Linked DNA regions of Mus musculus: region 1 is linked to region 2. The links are chromatin contacts, called in public Micro-C maps. All regions are on one chromosome and are shown on one strand. The core of a region is the stretch at or near the end of the contact, and the rest is flanking DNA. Distances in the headings are between cores, read along the strand shown. Region 1 overlaps Grhl2 (grainyhead like transcription factor 2). Region 2 has its middle 32 kb from the start of Ywhaz.

The links. A called contact is a pair of places that touch in the nucleus more often than the background predicts.
Region 1: a Micro-C map of embryonic stem cells shows a contact between it and region 2, with 3 times the contacts expected there. The contact joins two enhancer-like sites.

The regions. Positions count from the first base shown.
Region 1 is chr15:37,285,999-37,292,422 of GRCm38.p6, forward strand. Grhl2 (grainyhead like transcription factor 2) reads left to right here. Exons shown (of 16, transcript NM_026496.4): 5 at 1,244-1,299; 6 at 2,190-2,346; 7 at 5,563-5,674. Among named protein-coding and RNA genes, the nearest start is that of Gm16136, 56 kb to the left of the region's middle. Within about 2 kb of position 3,868, at least 4 of the 459 cell types and tissues checked have an H3K27ac peak or open chromatin away from gene starts, as enhancers often do. A contact at or near this core is called in embryonic stem cells, where this site is marked.
Region 2 is chr15:36,759,452-36,765,593 of GRCm38.p6, forward strand. No RefSeq gene overlaps it. Among named protein-coding and RNA genes, the nearest start is that of Ywhaz, 32 kb to the right of the region's middle. Within about 2 kb of position 1,345, at least 43 of the 459 cell types and tissues checked have an H3K27ac peak or open chromatin away from gene starts, as enhancers often do. A contact at or near this core is called in embryonic stem cells, where this site is marked.

The DNA of each region.
Region 1 (6,424 bases), core at 2,618-5,117, 530 kb after region 2:
TCTGATGCCCTCTTCTGGTGTGTCCGAAGACAGCTACAGTGTACTTACATATAATAAATAAATAAATATTAAAAAAAAATACAAATCAAAACTACTTTGAGGTTCCATTTAAAAAAAAAAAAAGAAGAATTGTGAATATGCCAACAGAGAATACAGAAACTGCATGCTGAACTCTGGAGGTGGTGGGCGTGGCTTGTGAAGAATATTTGAGAATAGCTGTGAGACCCTCTCCTGAGGAAGGAAACTCTTGAAACACTGGGCTAGGAATGGAAATGAGAGTAAGGAGGAGGTTCCTCAGACAGAACTCAAAGGAAGGGTCACAGAGGAACGACCACATATCTATGTAGGGGATAAGTGTGTGTATGCCCTGTTATCAACATTTACTTGTTCAATATTTGCTTTATAGGCCAAGAGTTATGTGTGTGAGCATGGGCCATGGCATGTATGGAGGTCAGAGGACAGTTGATAGATGACAGCTCTCTTCTTCCATTTTGTAGAGTCTTGGTATCAAACTTCGGTCCTCAGGCTTCATCTGATGCTTCATGTGCTGAGCTGTCTCACCTACACCTCCCTTGGCATCAAATTATGAACGTGTCTAAAATGTACACACACACACATACACACACACCACAACTGGGCTGCTATTTGTGTAACACCAACCATCCTTATAACCTCCTCTCAACACATCTGCTAACAGAGATGCTTAGAGGATCCTGATATAGTCAAATTATTACTATTTACAAACATATAAAATGCCTGCTGAATATATCATGCTTTTAGCATCTTGCTAGCCTGTTTACTGTGATCAAACTGTGAGTAGACATTTGACAGAGAAAACACCTCACAGTTTTATATAAGTGTCAGATAAGTTAGCTATCACGTGAGCCTTGATGGTCTGACTCTAGAAAGGATGCTTCCAACCACTCCCTTAGACTTCTTGCTGTGTCATCTTGTCTCTGTAATTGGCCTTCCATTAATTTTGATTTTGTACCATTTGACATAAAGTGTTAGAGACAACCACGAATTGAAAAGAGTGGTCTATATGTTGGAAGGCACAGCGAGCGCGTGGTACCTGCACATATCTCGGAAACACCCATTTTCCTTTTCCTGGGGATGATAAAATGAAACTAGAATACAATATGGTTACTACTATTGTTATTATTTTACATTTGTTTTTTATATTTGTAATATTTACATATATTCCCAGCCTATTTGTATTAATTCTACCATTTAAAATTTTCAGAAATTTCGGAGTACTTCTGTTGGTGCTGACGAGTATACATATGACCAGACGGGAAGGTAGGTCACCAGGAGATGCATTTAACTGACAGACTTTAAACATTTTTATTTCATTGTTCTGTGCCTAAGGTGTTTTGCCTGTATGTATGTCTGTGTACCATGGTGCCCATGGAGGCCAGAAGAGGGTGTCAGATCCTCTGGAACTGAAGTTAGAGATGATTTGTGAGCTGCCATGTTGGTTCTGGGAATCAAACCTGGGTCCTCTACAGGAGTAGCCAGTGCTCTAGCCACTGAGCCATCTCTACAGCTCCAAACCTCAGATTTTTATCAAATAAGAGGAGTTTTTTTTAAACCTTTAATGACTTCTAAGTTACATCTTAAAAATATGAGCGGAACTATTTGAGCAAAGATCTTCTCAATAAAACTTTATTTGTAAAATCAGGCCGTGAGCCGTTTGTTATGAGCCATTACCCACAAGCCCCTGACTTGGAGTAGCCTCACTTGAATCCTGCAGGCTTCCAAACAGGAAATGGGCTGGTGCTATGATGTCAGCTGTTAGGAGTTGGAGGTGGATGATCAAATCAAGCTCTCAGGCAATTGTGGCTACAGAGAAAATGGGCGAATGCGGAGGCCGAAGGGAAGCTCTGCTTCTTAGGACAAAAGTGGGAACTTCTGTCTAAGGCTGAATTCCCACGATCTCTGGTGTGAGTTTGCCCAGCACATCCTGGACTTTCTCCCCACTTAAAACCACCTGGTTTACAGGCCATGGTTAAAAATGTATATTGTAACACCTTGGGTTTGGACTTATTCGTCTTGCTGTATTCCATATTTTGTCTGTTAAATAGTCATTATTTCTTAATAGTCACATCAAACCCTGTTGATGTGAAGCTGCCCAGGAAGGGAAAAATGTCCAGTTAGTGAACTGACCGCTTTGTGTTTCCTCTTCACAGTGGTACATTTCAGTACACCCTGGAAGCCACCAAATCTCTCCGTCAGAAGCAGGGGGAGGGCCCCATGACCTACCTCAACAAAGGACAATTCTATGCCATAACACTCAGTGAGACTGGAGACAACAAATGCTTCCGACACCCCATCAGCAAAGTCAGGGTATGCGCCACATTTCTCAAAATAGAACTCCAGGGTGGTCAGGGGGTGGGGTTGCTCCCCAACATACCCGTGGAATGGCATGGAGAAAAAGTCCAAAATAAATAACTCAGAAAGTCTCGTTCAAGAGAGCCTATTTATTGCTCGTAGTTTATCATTTTAATCAGTAACCAATAAAGCTCGGGGGAGCGACTTGTCTGAACTTGCGTTCCCTGCACCAAGGAATCCCCCCTCACCTCTTTCATGGCTTGTAGGCTGTGCGGTTTTCAGCTGATCTGTAGTAGATCAGGGTATGTTTGTGAGTAACGAGTAGCAGAGAGTACTTTCTGCCGAGTCTTGGACCATTTATAACCCTTACAAAGCCTTCTGCAGCCCCTGGCTTATTCAGGATTCAAAAGGCGAGGAGGTACGATTCCCACAGCGGCAGCTTGGAGGGATTTCAGATTCACGAGTATTAATCTCTTGTGTGGGAAATGACATGAGTTGTCACTGTCTGTCTGCTTTGGATGCATGCCAGACTGGCATGCTCGCTACTGCCAACAGGGAGCTGATAGGTAGTCCATCTCCACTTAAAAAAAAAACCAAAAAACAAAAAAAAACCAAACCTTACAGCAGGGGTTAGAAAAGGCTTGGAAGACTTTCCTGCTTCGTTGCAATATAGATTTTCCTGCTCTCTTATAAACTGCTCCCTGCCACTGTACCTGTGGTCCCCAGCCCGTCAGATTCTGTCTGTAGATGTGTCCTACTAAGCGTTTCAGCTTGAGAAGTAGGGAACCGTGGCATGTCCAGAGCCCAGTGCCCCAACCATATATGTCCAGAGCACAGTGCCCCTACCACATATGGGCCAAGTAAGTTCCCAAGCAAGGTGAGCCCATTGGCGATCAAAAGGTACCCAGGGTACTGTTCACCATGAGGGACAGCAACCTGTTCCAACCCTGTGGCCAGAACTATGGTGGAGGGCCTACTGTATCAACAAGAATGCATTGCATCAAGTCACACAGCAATGATGTCTTCTTTGTATCAGGGATTGCACTAGGCACTGGATGCCTAATAACTTACTGAAACTAAACCACAACCCATTTTAATAATAATAATAATAATAATAATAATAATAATAATAATAATAATTGATGATGATGATGAAGCACATTGTTCTATTACAGTACTATACATAAGAAAACTTGGCTTTCAGAAGCTAATAAGTGGGGTAACTAAGATGGGCGGGATTGCTGGGGTAGGTCCCAGGCTGCCAGCTTCCTGACTAACTCTTTTAGCATGAGGATGGGCTGCATGGTGCATGGTGTTTGCCTAGGGGGTCTCTAGTCCTAATCCATGTGAGACTTTGGGTTCTACCCCCAGCACCACCAAGAAAACCAAGCACAACTAGGAACAGTGCTCTGTGGAGCCTCCTGGAGGGATGAAAAGCAGAGGGCTTTCTCCTTGGGTCTTAATCCAGACATGGTTATCTGGGGGGAACAGGTGGGATACAGTTTAATCATATGTATACGAGCTCCATGCAGCCATTGCTCTGAAAAGGTGGCAGCCATGTAAGTGACATCTGTTGGGACTTTCCCAATGATTCCACTTTGGTGGGATCATGAAAGTCTTTTAATATGGAAATGTAAAACTGGGTGTGGTGACTGGGTGTGGTGATGCATGTCTTTAATCCCAGCAGTGGGGAGGCAGAGGTCAGCAGGTATCTGAAAGCTTGAGACTGACTAGCCTTGTGAATAAGATGAATTCCAGTACAGCCAGGGTTGTTAAACAATTTTCTGGAAAACTCTCTCTCTCTCTCTCTCTCTCTCTCTCTCTCTCTCTCTCTCTCTCTCACACACACACACACACACACACACACACACACACACACACACACACACACACAGAGAGCAAAAACAACAACAACAACAACAAACCCAAAAACAAACCAAAACCATGAAATAACTGGTCAGTATGGAAGTTTTATCTTCTTTTGTTCCGTTTTTCTGGAAATGTGATCTGAACCAGGTAAGGCACCTCATATCTGAAATCCTGGAGTAATTCTGGAGTCTGCGGCAGGGTCGTGGCAGCCTGCCTTCCAGAAGGACAGCCAACATATGTAAATTTATGCAAATGATGTCTGTTTGAAATTTAGAACTGCAGTGAGGTTTAGATTCTATTTTTTTTAAAGATTTATTTATTTTATAAAAGTACTTTTTTTTTTTGATTTATTTATCATATGTAAGTACACTGTAGCTGTCTTCTGTAGCTGTCTTCAGACACACCAGAAGAGGGCATCAGATCTCATTACAGATGGGTGTGAGCCACCATGTGGTTGCTGGGACTTGAACTCAGGACCTCTGGAAGAGCAATCAGTGCTCTTAACCCCTGAGCCACCTCTCCAGCCCAACATTTAGATTCTTATTTCTGTGAAACAGAATTGGTTGCTCTAGCTCATGTAAAGGACAGCCATGTTTTGCTGGAGTGCAGCGCTGCCCTTGTACTTTTGGGTTATGAGTTCTCTGACGTTTGAAATATGTTTATCAATATGAGTTTTGTCTCCTACCATGTCTGTGTTTCCTGTGCAATTCTCTTATTGCCTGTTCCACTCCAGCCTGAGGCACTTCCCTAGGCGAGAGATGAATGTCTGCTTCTTTACAAATGGCACCAATTCGACTTAAGACAGGTTTCAGATGTGTTTTTGCCAATGTAAGCCAAATGCTTTTCAGTTTCGAGCTAACTCTGCAAAGTATACCAACTGTGCCAAAGGCTGCTTCATCTGGTTGTCAGGATGCTGTGGTAGGAATGACGAAGGGTTTCGTTTTTATCCAGGCTGTTCCCAGTGTGTGTGTATGTGTGGGTGTCTGCACACATGCACAAATACCTACAAGGAAGATAACTTCAGAAGTTGCTTCTCTTCCATCCACCCTATGCCTCACAAAAAGCTAACTCAGGTCTCCAGGATTGTGTCAAACAACTTAACCCACTGAGGCCTTTCCTTGCTGCAGTCTCTGGATTTAGGGGTAGGAGGTTATGGTTTCCCTGTGAAGCCCTGGCTGCCCTGAAGACTCAGCTGGCCTCAAACTCAGATCCTTCTGTCTCTGGCTACAGAGTGCTGGGATTAAAGGCAGGAGCCACCATGCCTGGCTCTTCAACAATAAAAGCTACACGTTGTGTTAGAGTTGCCGGAAGTGGGAACCTTGTCAGTTGGCCGAGGATAACGGCAGCTTTTCTCTCCTGCAGAGTGTGGTGATGGTGGTCTTTAGTGAAGACAAAAACCGAGATGAGCAGCTGAAATACTGGAAGTACTGGCACTCCCGGCAGCACACTGCCAAGCAGAGGGTCCTTGACATTGGTGAGTTGCCTCTCCCTCTAGGCGTTGGCAACTGGCTGGGTTGACCACTACAGGGGCTGGGTCGCACTGTGCTATGCCAGGCACTGAATTGTACATGTGACCTGTGACGTTCAGCACAGGTGAAGCTGAAGATCAGTCAGACTGAGGAGAGACGAAAGCATTTTCCTTTCCCCCAGAATCAACTTCTATAATAATAACTTTAATGCCTTCGTAGCACTGTGGCAGATATAAATAATATATTTATAGTAATAAATATATTATTTCTAAAATATTTGCGTGCCCTATGCTTGAGCCATACAGGCAGTGGGCAGGTCAGGTAAACTCTTGCCCCCTTCTGCGTGATAAAACTCAGGCCCATGAGGCTCAAGGCCCCTCACAAAGGTCTAGTGACCCCTCGTCTGTGGTTCCGCCTTAAATCCTTTCATTCCCACATAAACTTAATGCAAGCAGAAGTCAGTGATCAAGAAAATAATCTTTCTGAGGAACTTACCTACCAGTCAAGAAGAAATGAGCCTGCGGAATTCATTTTGTATATATTTCTAAATGCAGTATCTGCTCTTTAGAGATCAAGGAGCCCTGGACAACCCAAGGGTCCAGACAGAAAGGCAGATGCTATGCTACCTACCTAGTTAGCTAGCTCCTTGCCATTGTTAGGAAGGATGGAGTACTGGGAGACCATCCAAGTAGCACCTGTGGGGCTGGGGAATCAAAGGGGAACCACCCAGCAGGAACTGGGACCACAGAAGAAGC
Region 2 (6,142 bases), core at 95-2,594:
GTCTGTGACTCAGACCAAGCATCCTCCCCGATCCCTCCCACACATAAATGATGACATAACCAGGAAGAGAAGGAGCCAGCAAAGGACACAGACCTAGGAACAGTAAGACAGGGTAGAAAGCAGGGGCCCAGGCAGTATACAACACCTGGCCACTAGGTGAACCCCTCAGCCTCCTTTTGTCTCCCCTGTCATGTGGACCTTTTGTCCTGTCTTCTGCTACTGGAACAGAAAACCTCGGGCTGGATAAGCCACACACACGGTAGACATTTATTTAGCTCATGTGTCCAGGGGATGTAAAGTCCAAGATCGAGGGACCACATGTAGTGAGGACCTTCTTGTTTCCTTATAAGTCTGCAAGCACATGACAGACAGACAGACAGACAGACAGACAGACAGACAGACAGACAGAGATGGGGGTAATAGGAGTGGGAAAGGGAGTGGGGAAGACCAAACTGATAACAAACCACTCTCTAGAGAGCCACCCATACCCTGAATAATTTGATTAAACTGTTCCTGACCTCAGAGCAAATGTTCATTGCAATGAGTCATGGCTCTGTTTCAAGGCTACACCATCTTCTGCTATACCATCAATACCGGATCCTCACTGGGACACCTCTCAGATATTCTGTTGTCCTGTGCCATGGAGTTCCTTCAGCTTTGGATCTGCAGGGCTGGCCCCTTCACAAATTCCAGCAGATCATAGATGGGACAGATGTTGGGGTGTGCCAGCTCAAAGTGCTAGACCTTGGTCTGGGGGGTAGCTGAGTTGGTCAGTCTGCCAGCTCTCCAATGTTGTGGATAGCCCTGGGGCTAATTACATTTTATGTTAATTCCATTCTCCAGTGAAGGGTTTCATGTGAATGAGGAATGAGTCAGCACTCAGGTGATTTCCTGTAAACCTGCTTCCCACCTTAATTTGTAAAATAAAGGAAAGCTGATGATTGGGCAGATAAAAGGGAAGGTGGAGCAGAAGGTGAGGGAGAGAAGAAGGAGAAAATGCAGAGGAGGAGGAGGAGGAAGAAAAGCAGAGCAGAAGCACATGGCCTGGAGAAACCGCAAGTTCTAAGGGGTCTCATGAGCTGTGGAAGATGGTAGTGTAGCGGTAGATATGCCCAATCTAGACGCACTGCATGTAATCATATTAACTGTGTTGTGTTTTCATTACCAGGGCATATTTGGGAGATTTACTGCAACACTCCTGCACCCGAGCCACCAGTGTGAGCTCTACAGCACTGCCCTAGCTCATCCAATGCTACAACTGGCCAGGGTCAAGGTCTACCTGCCTGTTCTCATGTTCTCATGTGGTGGGAGGCAGCGTATCCCTACCTTTGCCACCAGGGGGAGTTCTGCTGTGCTGCTCAGCTAAGGTTCAAGGCCCATTCTCCCTAGTGCTGCAGCCAGTAAGGGGCTGGGCCAGCTCTCCCACGCTCATGCTGTCAGAGCATCTCACCTGCACCCCCACCATCAGGGTCAGCTCTACTGTGCTGCTCTATAGGGGGTGGTGCTGATGCTGAGGTCCTGTTCTTCAATAGGTTCTCGATTCATCAATAAAGATGCTAGCTGTCAATGACCTGGGCAGAACAGGTGGGACTTCCAAGGTCCCCACAGGCAAGCTAGCAGACCTAGGAGAGAGGGAGTTAAAGGAGATAAAGCCAACCAGCCATGTGAGTCAATGGTCACTGTATCTGATTATGCCAGAGTGGCAGGGGATGTTTAGCAGTACCCAGTCATTGAGTTAGCAAAGGCATTTTGAGATTAACTGGTGTGTGTGTGTGCATAGGGGCTGGTAGCGCAGCCTGCAGCCTGTTCCTGAAGCTTACGGCAGGGTAACAAAAACTACACACTCTACTGCCCAGGTGAGGGATGGAGCCAGTTCTCCCAAGAGCCTCACAAACATTCCTGGGCACACAACTCTGAGACACAGTGAGTGGTGTGTTCTCAGCCAATACATCTTAGGGTTGATTCGCTATATTATATTAGTCAGATTCTACATTTCCCCTCAAGATAGAGGCCATGACCCTTTGCATTTTACAGCTAAGGATAGGTGCAGTAAATTCCCTTGGCCGCACTGTCTGTTGTTCAAGTGATGGGGGCCAGGCTCCAGCTCCAACATGTCTCCTGGGTGAGAGGTTCTGTTTTCCTGCCCCACCAAGGCATCTGATTTCTAAATGGGAAGTGAAAGTTAAAAGGCAGCTGGGTCAGGGAGACCCTCGGTGGCCAGGCAGGGCCAGTACAAGATGGGTCTCCACCTCTGTGTCAGTCTCCCTGGGCATGCCTATTAGCCTCAGTGCCTGACATGGTTGGTCAAACCCAACATCATCTTTGTGTCAAAGTACTTCCATCACCAAGGTCAAGGCCCTTGCTCCTTACATGGTTTAGTTTTGGTGCTGGCCAGTCATCTCCTGGAGTCATCAGAGCCTGGAGAACATAGGTCGCAGTGCCTGTCTGCAAGCTTCACTTCTGTTTATTGAACTGCTTAGTCTTCACCACAGCTCATTCCTAATTTACCAATAAGAAATCTGAGGTTCGGGGAAGAAAAATGGTATCAAGGATTAGTTTTGTTTTGAATTCACAGAGCCATCTGACTCCATACTTAAGGGCAGCAGGCACCAAGCAGGTCTTTCCCTTCCCCTGACACGGAATCTTCCTAGCTTAGAGTCTTTCCGGAACTGGTCCCAGAGTGATCAAGGATGGTGCGAGTGTCAGCTCGATCCCAATTTACCCATTCTAACAGCTAAGCAGACTCCTTCCTAATATTAAAATGATAAAAACAGGGCTATAAAATCAGCTGGTTTTGTCATTTTGGTGTCTCCGAGTGGGACGAGCCGGGGGTGTGAGCTGGTTGTGGGCAGTGACACACACTGCTGGCAGCAAGAGGATGAATCATTAAAACAGAGTGTGGAGACTCATCATGGCGAGAGCTAGCCTGGCCTGGGGTGGGGCAAGTACCCCAGGCAAGAGTCAGGGCCTAGAGCTTTTCTTCCCAGCTCTGCTTTGGCTGGGGGCAGCTCCAGACCTCAGCTTTCTTTGATCTAGACTTGGGTGACCTTCAAGGTTACTTTTGGCTCTCAGTTCCCTGTTCCTCTGTTTGGGGATAGAAAAACATTTTCTGTGCCTGCCGTGAGCCCAATGTTTGTAATCCTTCCAGCAGTGGTTAAGAGATCATGAGCATTGGCCTATTGGAGTTCAGACCCAATTCCTGCTTGGTCAGTTTTCAGTGGCATGGCTTGGGCAAGCATGCCCCCTCTCCAGGCATGCTTCTCGCTACGTAACGGGGGCATCAACTGCCAATGTGCCCATGCAGTAGTGCCATGATACTCAGAGATGGAACATTTGTCATTAGAAATGAATGAAGTCATGAGGGTGGGGCCCCATGATAAGATTAATGTCCTTATAAGGGAAAAACTGAAATTGAAAGTCTCCCAACCCTGGGTGAGGACCCAGGGAGGCAAGGCATCTATCTACAAGCCAGGAAAACTGACCACATCTGAATCTGTCAGTTCACTACTTGAGAACTGTTTGTTCTTTAAGCCACACCATCTATGATATTTTGTTGTTTTGTTTTTTGTTTTTTTTTTTTTTTGTTTTTTCGAGACAGGGTTTTTCTGTGTAGCCCTGGCTGTCCTGGAACTCACTTTATAGACCAGGCTGGCCTCGAACTCAGAAATCCGCCTGCCTCTGCCTCCCAAGTGCTGGGATTAAAGGCATGCGCCACCACTGCCCAGCTCTATGATATTTTGTTTTAGCAACTGAGATGACTAAGGGTCATGGTAAAGAGGACTATGGGTGTGACTCTGCACCTGGGGTGGAGCAGGGAGCCTTAACACACTGCATCTTCTCTGGTCCTGACGTTAGCCTGACTTCTCCTGACAGCCAGATCACCTCTGGAGAAATGGCCAGTCATCCCAGGGCACCTTGGTAACTTCATTTAGTGCCGTGTATTTCTACTTGACTCGGGGCTATCCTTGAAAATGCACTTCAAAGGCAAGTTAGCATGTCTGACCCCTGACCCCAATGCCAGCACTGCCTTCCCACTCATACAGCCACTGGGTGCTCACATGTTTCTGAGTCCCTCACCAGGGTGGGTTCTACCTCTCCCTAAGAACTGTAAGAAACAGTCTGTCTGCTCATCCCTTCCTGAGCCATGGGCCTGCCCTCTTAAGACTGTTGTATGAACTATAGTTTAGTAAATTTATGATGACTAAAGGAACAGCCAGAGACAGTCATGAGCTAAACATGGCCTGGCAAAGCGGTCTGTGATCCCAGCAGTTAGGGGGCTGAGGCTGAGGATCTAGAGTTGAAAGGCCACCTGGACTACATAGCAATACTGTTTTTCAAAATCAAAGCAACAGTCAAAATTATCATCCTTATTGAGAAGTTACACATAGGGCTAACATGTGACATGGTTAATTCTACTTTTAGAGAAATGAAACTACACACTTTGTGTGTGTGTGTGTGTGTGTGTGTGTGTGTGTGTGTGTATGTGTGTAGATACCAATCCATAACACTGTTCATAGTAGTCAAACCCAAATGCAAACCGGTGAGCAGAGGAACTGTACGGATGGTCCTGGAAAAGGCCACAGACTGTATGGCTGTGCTTACATCAGGTCTACTAACATGAGGAGTCTACAACAGTCAGCTTCCTAGACCCAGGAAGTCCGGTGGTCATCAAGCCATGGAGAAGGACTTGTGTTCCTTAGTGGTAAAGTAAAGACGGTCTTAAGCTCTTATTCACAACTGCGAAGACGCTGCTGGACTACACATTTCAAATGGCCATGACAGTGATTCTTATGTTTGCTAACATATTTTTAAAATATTTATTTCTTACTACTTTATATGTGTATGTACTCTGCCTGCATGCGTGTGTGCGTGTGCGTGTGTGTACACCACATTGTGCCTGATGCCCTCAGAAGTTAGAAGAGAGCACTGGACCCCTGGAGTTACAGGAGGTGTTGACCCTCCACATGGCTCTGGGAACTGAACCTAGGTCCTCTGTGAGAGCAGTGAGTGGCATTAGCAGCGGAGTCTTCTCCAACCACAGTAACAGAATATTTTAAAAAAGCAAACATAAAACTATGCCATCTACAGATAAGCCTACCGAGAATGAAGGTTGGTGGTTGCTCCAGGCTGGAGGAGGGGAAATGCGGAGCCATTTAAAGGGTTTCCTTTCAGCACAATTTGGAGCTTTATGGAGGTGGTGTTTGCATAAATTTCAAACACATTAAGTGCAACTGCCTTCACCTTAAAATGGCTAATTTTATATTATGCAAATTTATATGAATTTCACCTCGATTTAAAAAAAGAGTCAGTAGATTTTATGAAGTATAAAGCCAAATGCATTGGGCCAGCAGGATGACTGAGCTGGCAAGACTTTAGAACTGAGCCAGGGCACCCACTTAGAGGAAAGAGAATGCACAGACTCCTGGCTGTTGTCCTCTGACCTCCCTGCGTGCAGCACATGCCCCCTCCCCTCACAAAGGAAGAACACATAATATTTCTTAACAAAATGAGAAAAGTATATTCTAATTTGGGTGTAGTTCAACCTGGGATTAGCATGTATGCACTGTGAATTTAACCCTCTGCTCCCAAACAATGCCGGTAGTAGTAGTAAAATAATAATAATAAAATCATGCTAACTTACGGATACTTTCCCATATGGAAGCCTTAAGAAAGGTCCTGAATTTGTTAAAACTTTTCTGGGGGAGACACAATATAGAGGTCTATTCACTCCAAACAGGGAGGTCTATTCACTTCAAACAGGGAGTCCATGACAGACCAGGAAGTCCTACCTGGTGAACTATGAGTTTTATTGAGGTTGCTTACAGGAACACAGGAGAGGGGTTACGTACAGAAACAGAATGGCTCAAAGATAACTCAAAGCCCACCAGAGCATACTACACAGCCTGCAGGCAGCTCATCAGTTGGAGAGTGTCCTTTCCAGATGGTTCAATTCATCTAAACCTCTTCGAGGGGGTATCCTGGGGGCCGGGGAGCTTGGTTCTGTTACAGGCCTTGTGGAGGGGAGCAGTCAGGGAGACGCTGCTGGCACAGAACTCTGAGCTGCCGGCAGCGCTGTCCTAGTTCCTAGACAGTGTCTTCTAAGGCCTTGCTGTGGGTTTGCTGGTTATCTCTCAGTGCCTGA